Regions from separate parts of the Capra hircus genome. Here region 1 is linked to region 2. Evidence: chromatin contacts called from public Hi-C data. All regions are on one chromosome and are shown on one strand. The core of a region is the stretch at or near the end of the contact, and the rest is flanking DNA. Distances in the headings are between cores, read along the strand shown. Region 1 overlaps DLGAP1 (disks large-associated protein 1). Region 2 overlaps DLGAP1 (disks large-associated protein 1).

Region 1 (4,514 bases), core at 1,112-3,611, 41 kb after region 2:
ACACCCATTTTTTTCAGAACAAACTCAAATATCTCCTGTGTTGTAAAACCTTTCCTGGAATCTGCTCCCTGTTTTGTACAAACCTCAAGTTTCCCACCTTTCTGCCGTCATGTTTCTTTCTCTGATAGAAACTTGAAATCAAGGATTACACCTGATTTGTTTGTATTCACCGTGACCAGCAAGGTGCCTGGCAGCCAGTATATGTCAACAAAAAGTGTGTTGTTTGTTGGTTGCATGTAACAATGCTGCTCACAAAAGGATCAACTGCACTTCCTAATCAACAGCAACTGAATATCACTATGCCCACAGAGTTGGAGGAAGGAGAACGGTCCTTGCACAGGCACAGTGTCCAATTATGGAGGAGAATGGTTAGAATAACCTAAGATTAGACTATCTGTACCTCTAATAAATGGCTTCCCTGGTGGCTCAGAGGGTAAAGCGTCTGCCTCCAATGCAGGAGACCCGGGTTCGATTCCTGGGTCGGGAAGATCCCCTGGAGAAGGAAATGGCAATCCACTCCAGTATTCTTGCCTGGAGAATCCCATGGACGGAGAAGCCTAGTAGGTTACAGTCCACGGGGTTGCAAAGAGTCGGACACGACTGAGCGACTTCACTTTCACCTCTAATAATCTACAAAAAATCATTCAAACTTCTGTTTCTTCCCCCGATGAACCTCTGCTCGAGAAAGATCATGAGCATATTCATTGTCACCAATTTAATAACAAGTTTCTTGGGGCAGACATTTCTAGGAGTAAGTGCAGTTTCTGAATGATGTTCTTGAAGATGCGGAGGCATGTTGACTGAGGCCATTGTCTGTCCCTGAACTGAGAGACAATGAACAGATCTGGGGTCTAGGGCAGGTTATGGGTATTGAGGGGCAGTCTATTTAAAGGAATAGGAACTGTGAATCAAGGGTGCCTCTGCTTGAGTATGATGTATACATAGATGTCACCTTAGGGCAGAGAAATGATCAGATCTGAAGATTCTATTATATTAGGATGGGTGGAGAGGATGATGCTATTAGCAAGACTGCTTTTTAGGTTATAATACTGTCATATTAATACTAATCCATAAAAGCTCCTTGAAGTCATTTATTATGCTTTTATTTAGTTAAAATAAAAAAATTTCAAGGAAGGAGGCCCTTGTAACAGAGGCACAATTCATGGTTGTTAAAAGCTTGTGTTTTTTTTTTTTTTTTAATTATTACATGCTAATGACTTTACTTTTTATTGGTTTTGGCCTCACTCTGAAGCTTGCAAGATCCCCTGACCAGGGATAGAACCCAGCTCCCCCACCCAGTGGAAACGTGGAGTCCTTACCACTGGACTGCCAGGGAATTCCCAAGAGCTGGAATTTTGGAGTCAAACTGAATAGGTACAAATATTGACTGGGTCACTGACCAGCCACTTGACCTGGGAAAAGCCTCTAAACTTTTCTGTGTCTCAGTTTCCTCAATGATCGAAACGAGGCTGGTGCTGGTAAACATCTCTAGTGTTTACTGCTGAGGAGGACCATGTGAATTTCCCATTATGAGCAGCTAAGGGGAGATAAAAAAAAAAAAAAAATTCTTACTGTTGAAGAAATCCATTCTATGAGACATCATTCATGCCCTACTTTTTGCGGCCCTGTGGACTCTAGCCCACCAGGCTCTTCCCTCCATGGTATTCTTGCAGACAAGAAGACTGGAGTGGGTAGTCTTTCCTTTCTCCAGAGGATCTTCCTGACCCAGGGATCAGGCCCAGATCTCCTGCACTGCAGGTCTCTTCTTACCCATTTGAGCCACCAGGGAAGCCCCTGAGACATCATTAAAACCCCCAAATACAAAGGAATATACTAGGTAACAGAACTGTAATAGAGCACAGCTAAGGGCTTCAAGGTAGTTGCTCTGCACCACCTACTCTGTTACCAGGCAAACAGGTACCATTAGTGGTCTTGCTCAGCCATTGGTCAGTGCTGCAGTGGGCCCTTCCCCCAAGTGACCAACTGACAGTGAGTTGCCGTTAGTGGCCCTGCTCAGCCATTGGTCAGTGCTGCAGTTGGCCCCACCCACAAACAAGCAACTGTCCATAGATGACTGTTAGTGGCCCACGCAGCCAAAGGTTGGTGGAGCAGTGGTTGCCATGTGGAGAATCAGGTAAGAGGCAGATCCTCTCTTTCTCCCTGGGGGGCCACCAGTTCACCTGGCCTTGGGCCAGTGGGTGAGCTGGGGGCCCAGGGAACAGGCCCCAGGGGGCTGGGTCCTGCAGAGCTCCAGAGCCCTCACCAGGGTCACCCACTTGTGAGCCCAGGCCTTGAGGCAGTGGTGAACCTCTCTCCCCCAGCCCTGCCTCTGTGACCTAATGGCAGTGGCCGCCTGTATAGGTCACAGTCTGAGGGACCTGCCCCCACTGTGCAGGCGGCCTGAGGAGCCTGAGGGCCAGTTGGGTCCTGGGCTTCTGGCTCCCTCAGTGATAGCAGCTGGGCAGGCTCTGGGGACCCAGCCCTGAGGACACCACCAGCTGAGCTCTGCCTCCTCTCAGCCAGGACTGGGCCTCAGAAGGGTAAAGTTGTGTCTGGGGACTGTGTCCTTTCTTGTCAGAACAGAGAATAACATTTGTTTGGTGGAGGTTTACAGAAACATTGTTACCTGACCAGGAAAATGAGTGTTAGTCACTCAGTGGTGTCGACTTTTTGTGACCCCATGGACTGTAGCCTGCCAGGCTCCTCTGTCCATGGAATTCTCCAGGCAAGAATACTGGAGTGGAGTGCCATTCCCTTCTCTGGGGGATCTTCCCAACCCAGGAATTGAACCCTGGTGTCCTGCATTGCAGGCAGATTCTTTATCATCTGAGCCACCAGGGAAGCCCAGTAAGAGGGTATATAAGCCTCAAATTCTAATACCTCCTTGAGTGATATTTTCCTGTGAATTCCCAGAGGCACTTGAATTAAAATTGTGTTTTTCCCCCCAGCTAATCTGTCTTTGGTCAGTTTAATTTGCAGGCCTCCAAGAACAGAGCATAAGAGGGTAGAGGGGAAATATTTCCTCCCCAACACATTCCTATATGACTTTGGCCAAATATTGTACTGTACTATGCTAAATCTCTACAAGGTGCCTCAGAACTAGCTTGGCACCTTGCTTCAGAATATCCTCAGTTTACGGAGCTGTGGCAAACTTAAGTCCACCATAAATGAGCAATAGAATGCCCCATGTAATATTTGATGTGTTAGTATTTGCAGAGCATCTTTGAACAATGGCTGACAAATACAAGTTCTAGATAAGTGTTTGTTATTAATAGATAAAAATATTCACTTCATCGTACAATCCTAATCTTTAAGACAAAGTCATGCAGACTTGTTCTAGGGTTCCAAGCCTGCTAGATACCTATTTTGTCTTGCACTGCATCTTTATAACCTTGCACATATGATGATGTGTAAACAGTGAATACTGTTAAGAAAGCTAAAACTTTTAATTGTTGGAATAAGATAATCATTGTGAGTTCATTTTAGCTAACCCTTCTGTCTTCTCAAGTGTAACTGAGAATGTCATTTTTAAACATGTGCAAGGCATATTCAGACTTATACAAAGGGGACCAGGGGGATTACTGGAGAGATAAATGGTGGTAATAACCACTAACAATGGTGTGAAATTATGCATCCTGGGGGAGCCTGGAAATGTATATTCTTTTTCAGAAGGAGATGAGACTTAGAAAATTGGGTCTCTAATGTGATTTCTAAAGGCAGATGACCATCAGTGAGCAAAATGGGGCTTCTGGGGAATTCCAGTGCATTCCAAGCAAACCTAGCAACTGATAGCTTCCTGGACAGCTGTTTCTTCCATCTATTCCCCCAATTCTTTTTGTTAGTTGTCAGCTAAATCTTTATGTGAATGTAACAGCCACTCTGCAGAAACAAATTTGTCTTAGAGGTTTTCATTTTCATCTGGCAAATGATGTGCAAAAATTCTGACTGTCATTCTCAAAGCCTACAGTGAAAATGCAAGGGTAGAATTTCTACAAATGCAATCAAGCATAACATTGTGTTAGGTTTAGGAGATATTTCTAAGTCATTTCTATTTCAATGTTTCCAAATGTATAGGACAATTCTGCTTAAATTTACCATGTGTGCGTGCTAAGTCACTTCAATCGTGTCCGACTCTTAAGTTGCTTGAATCGTGTCCGACTCTTTGTGACCCTACGGACTGTAGCCCGCCAGGCTCTTCTATCCATGGAATTCTCCAGGCAAGAATACTGGAATGGGTTGCCATGCTCTCCTCCAGGGGATATTCCTGACCCAGGGATCAAACCCACATTGGCAGGTAGGTTCTTTACCACTAGCATCACCTGGGACACCCTATATTAACCATATCCTAAATTAATAATTGACAACTGTCAAGTAAGCATGTGTGTGTGTGCACGCATGAGCGTGTTCTCTCAGTTGTGTCTGACTCTTTTATGACCCCATGGACTGTAGCCCACCAAGTTCCTCTGTCCATGGAATTTTCCTGGCAAGAATAAAGCTTATTGGTCTATAAATAA
Region 2 (4,411 bases), core at 579-3,078:
GTCACCACCTTCATAGAACTGGGCACAAAGGTTCCAGGCAGGATGTTGAGAACGCCCAGTTTACTAATTTGCCAGGTGGGGCCGTTGCTTCTAGCAGGGAATGCCTTCAGGAGTTCACGGCTCATTTTCTCAGCCTCTCCAACAGGTGCTACTGAGTCATCCACGCACACAAGTGACTGCCCTGGCAGTGTCATCTGTTAGGATTAAACTTCCATTTGTTCCATGACTTTATGAAGCGATTTCTAACCACTGAATCAGATATACCACTTCCTCTAGGGCCTAGGGATTTTGTTTTTTCCTATTTTAATGTCTGTAACATTTTGTGTAGTTTTCAAAATTTGTCTTCCTGGGTTGAATGGACTGCTGACAGGAGGGGAAGGTTTGGGGCTCAAGGTCAGGGTTACAGAATGAAGTAAAGTTTCCTGTTTGGGCAGCTGGTCCCCCATTTCCTCAGGCTCCAGCAGACTGAGTCTTGGAAGACAAGAAGCCTGGGAAGCCTGGGGTGAGGATGGTGTCCGGAGTGGAGGACAGTTTTCTATTAAGCTTCTCACCACCCAGCTTTCCTTTCTTGTTAGAAGTCACTTCTCAGCAACACTTGCCTATATTCTCTGTTAGCTGAATTTTTTCCCCTCCCAGACTAAGACAGTAATTAGTTAAGGATGTAAGGATCACAAGGTCAGGCATTGTTGTCTGCGGTTCATGACGACCTCAGTACTTGGATCATGCATGGTGCATAGTGGAATGGTGGTACATACTTGTTACCTGAAGGAAGGGACAGGGATGAGAAGGGACTTCCTGGAGAAGAAGAAAAAGGGACTAATAATCAGGAAAGCAAGGTCACGAGGATAGAAAGAAAAATGAATACTCAGCAAAGCCAGTCTGTGACCTTGGATGTTGTGACACAACCTCCTGTCACCGATACCCGTTTCTCTTTGGCCTTGGTTGAGTGCTGGCCAAGTCCAGCTGTGACTGGCTGACTTTTGACATCGAGTTAATACTGTGAGTGCCCCACCTCTATCAGCTGGAAGCAGTGAGTCCTGTGGATTATCTTCTGAACTTCCTCCACCCTTTCTGCTGGGCTCTACCCAGGGGCACAAGTAGATGGCTGTGGGAGGTACCACATGTTCACTGCCCTTGCCCCAGGCAGCTGCCTTTCCCCCTCGGCTCCTTCCATTCCTTTTACTCTTTCTTGTTGTTCAGTCCCTAAGTCCTGTCTGACTCTGTCTGCAGCACGACAGCCTTCCCTGCCCTTCACTATCTCCCAGAATCTGCTCAAACTCATGTCCATTGAGTCTGTGATACCATCCAACCATCTCATCCTCTGTCGTCCCCTTCTCCTCCTGCCCTCAGTCTTTTCCAATGAGTCAGCTCTTTGCATCAGGTGGCCAAAGTATTGGAGCTTCAGCATCCATGAATATTCAGGGTTGATTTCCTTTAGGATTGACTGGTTGGATCTCCTTGCAGTCCAAGGGACTCTCAAGAGTCTTCTCAGTTTATTCTTTGGCTCCTCATACTCCTGGTCTCATTTCATAAGAGCTAGTGTCACATGTACCATGGGGCCTGGAAAGCAAGAGACACCACCATCCAAACAGCCCAGCAGGACTCTCTGCCGTGGGGTTGTGTCTGGGCCATACAGCAGACCTCAGGGACGCCAACCCCCGCTGGAGAGAGTGACTGATGGGCACCAAGTGGGGGTAGGGTCTCAGGCACACACTGCCAGCTGGTCTCCCTCGAAACAGTGAGCTGGCCATGCAGAGTGAGTGACCTGTGTCCAAACCAAGTGAGGTCAGGCTGAGTGAAACTTGTGGTTGAATTGATCAGGAACCTCTGCTCACTGGCCAACTCTCTGGACTCCGGAGAGAAGGCAGAACTTGTGATGCTGCTGCCCTGTGGACACAGTGTCTGGTGGAAGGGCTCCGCCTGGAGCAGAAGTTTTGCTCCAGACAAACCTGGGGAGACAGGCGGGATGTGCGAGGAAGCAAAGGAGCAAGAAACTGCCTCCAGCTCGCCTTCTTGTGGGCTGGAGCACAATGAGGAGGAATGATTACTTGTGTCTGCAAAGCAGGGCATGTGAGGGCCTGGTCTGTGCAGTGAGGCAGCTAATTATTCATCCGGCTCCTTTCCTCCTTCCTCCCTGGAACCCCCTTCCTCAAAGGAAAACCAGGAAAGACTGTGGGTTAAATTGTGGAATACCATCTACCAGCTCACTGGGCCCAGACAGAACGCCAGCGGCCCCTTACTGACTCCCAGATGACAGGATCAGCCTTCAAACGACACCTCATTATCCAGCCGTGTCACTGACAGATGAGGACACAGGTCCAGAGAATTTGGCCAGGCCCCAACCTCCCCCCCAACCCCTTCTCTCTCTGTGCGCACAACACAGCAAACACCGTCAGCCTTTGCAGTGGGGGCGTAAAGGGCCACTTACAGACTGCATTTCCATTTCCACTCTTCAGTGGGGTTTGGTCATTGCCACCATTGAGTAATATCCAAGGAACCCTCCCACGCTGTTGGTGGGAATGCAAATTGGTACAGCCACTATGAAGAACAGTGTGGAAGTTCCTTAAAATACTAAAAACAGAACAGTCATTTGATCCTGTAATCTCACTCCTGGCCATATATCCGGAGAAAGCCATTAAAATAAAAAAGATACACACACCCCATTATTCCTTGCAGCACTTTTTAAAACAGCCAAGATGCAGAAGCAACCTAAATACCACTGACAAAAGGAATAGATACGAAGATGTGTATACACACACACACACACACACACATATACACACAATGGAATATTACTCAGTCGTGAAAAAGAACAAAATAATGCCATTTGCAGCAACATGGATGGACCTAGATATTATCATCCTAAGTGAATTAAGTCAGGGAAAGAGAATATCACGTGATATATAGCTTATATATGGAATCGAATTTCTTTTTCTTTTTTTGGCCATGCCATGCAGCTTGTGGGATCTTAGTTCCCTGACCAGGGATGGAACCTGGGCCCATCTGCATTGAAAGTGCAGAGTCTTAACCACTGAATGGCCAGAGTGTTCCCTGTGGCGTCTAGTTTTTAAAAAACGACACAAATGAACTTGTTTACAAAACAGAAACAGACTTACAGATATCGAAAACAAACCTAGGGTTGCTAAAGGGGAAACATGGTGGGATGCACACTTCCCCGCCTTGGGTCTGATTGGAACCTGGGTTCTTCCCGTCTAAGTCTCCTTTCTCTTCTGTTAAGTGAAGTCACTCAGTCGTGTTCAACTCTTTGCGACCCCATGGACTGTAGCCTACCAGGCTCCTCTGTCCATGGGATTCTCCAGGCAAGAGTACTGGAGTGGGTTGCTTCTCCAGGAGATCTTCCCAACCCAGGGATCGAACCCAGGTCTCCCGCATTGCGGGCAGATGCTTTACCATCTGAGCCACCAGGGAAGACTCCTCTTCTGTTAAAGAGCTTCCTATACTTGGGTCCATAAGCGTCTCCGTTGAACCTTCACGAGCACAGTGACCAAAAGCCCTTTTCTGAATCTCTTGGTCAAACGTGCTTGGAATTTGTAAGTTCTTGGATTGTAGAAACTGATAAGTGTGACACACCCTGGGAGCATGCGGACGCTAAGGCATCTGTCTGCTGCTGCTAAGTCACTTCAGTCATGTCTGACTCTGTGCGACCCCATAGAAGGCAGCCCACCAGGCTCCCCCATCCCTGGGATTCTCCAGGCAAGAACATTGGAGTGGGTTGCCATTTCCTTCTCCAATGCAGGAAAGTGAAAAATGAAAGGGAAGTCACTCAGTCGTGTCCTACTCTTAGCGACCCCATGGACTACAGCCCACCAGGCTCCTCTGTCCATGGGATTTTCCAGGCAAGAGTACTGGAGTGGGGTGCCATTGCCTTCTCCGGTCTGTCTGCTGGAAGAGATGAAATAGTCACGCTGCAAGTAGCTGCCAGGTCAGGTTTTGGTCTCTGGTTTTCAGAACCTCTGAAGGCTTCTAGTGGCTCAGTAGTAAAGAATCCACCTGTCAATGCAAGAGACACAGGAGACTCAGGTTTGATCCTTCGGTCGGAAAGATCCCCTGGAGAAGGAAATGGAGAATTCCATTAACAGAGAAGCCTGGCAGGCTATAGCCCATGGGGTTGCAGAGTCACTGAAGGATGGTGGCCACGACTACAGGTGCCTCGGGCATCAGAGCCTCCTTCTCCCAGGTTTGTCTGGCCCTGGATAGAACTCTGTCCCAGTCCGACCCAGGAGGATGGGTAGTGACTGGGCGGTGGTGGGCTTGCTCTGGTGGGCGGGCAAGGTTTCTATATCTTAAAGGAAAAGAGGAATCAAAGATCAAATTCAGTAATACTTCTAACAACCTCTCTCTTTCCTTCACCGTGTGGAGTTCTGGATGTTTGTTGGTTTGTCACTGTGTG

The links. Hi-C and Micro-C count contacts between places; a contact is called where the count stands out from the background.
Region 1: a Hi-C map of liver shows a contact between it and region 2, with 5 times the contacts expected there. The contact joins two enhancer-like sites. A contact is called at or near these places in 2 of 5 Hi-C or Micro-C datasets (blood and liver).

The regions. Positions count from the first base shown.
Region 1 is chr24:38,054,385-38,058,898 of ARS1.2, forward strand. The region is part of intron 4 of DLGAP1 (disks large-associated protein 1); the gene reads right to left. Among named protein-coding and RNA genes, the nearest start is that of TGIF1, 160 kb to the left of the region's middle. Within about 2 kb of position 2,362, at least 1 of the 5 cell types and tissues checked has an H3K27ac peak or open chromatin away from gene starts, as enhancers often do.
Region 2 is chr24:38,013,928-38,018,338 of ARS1.2, forward strand. The region is part of intron 4 of DLGAP1 (disks large-associated protein 1); the gene reads right to left. The region is part of intron 1 of LOC108633798 (a long non-coding RNA gene); the gene reads left to right. Among named protein-coding and RNA genes, the nearest start is that of TGIF1, 120 kb to the left of the region's middle. Within about 2 kb of position 1,829, at least 1 of the 5 cell types and tissues checked has an H3K27ac peak or open chromatin away from gene starts, as enhancers often do.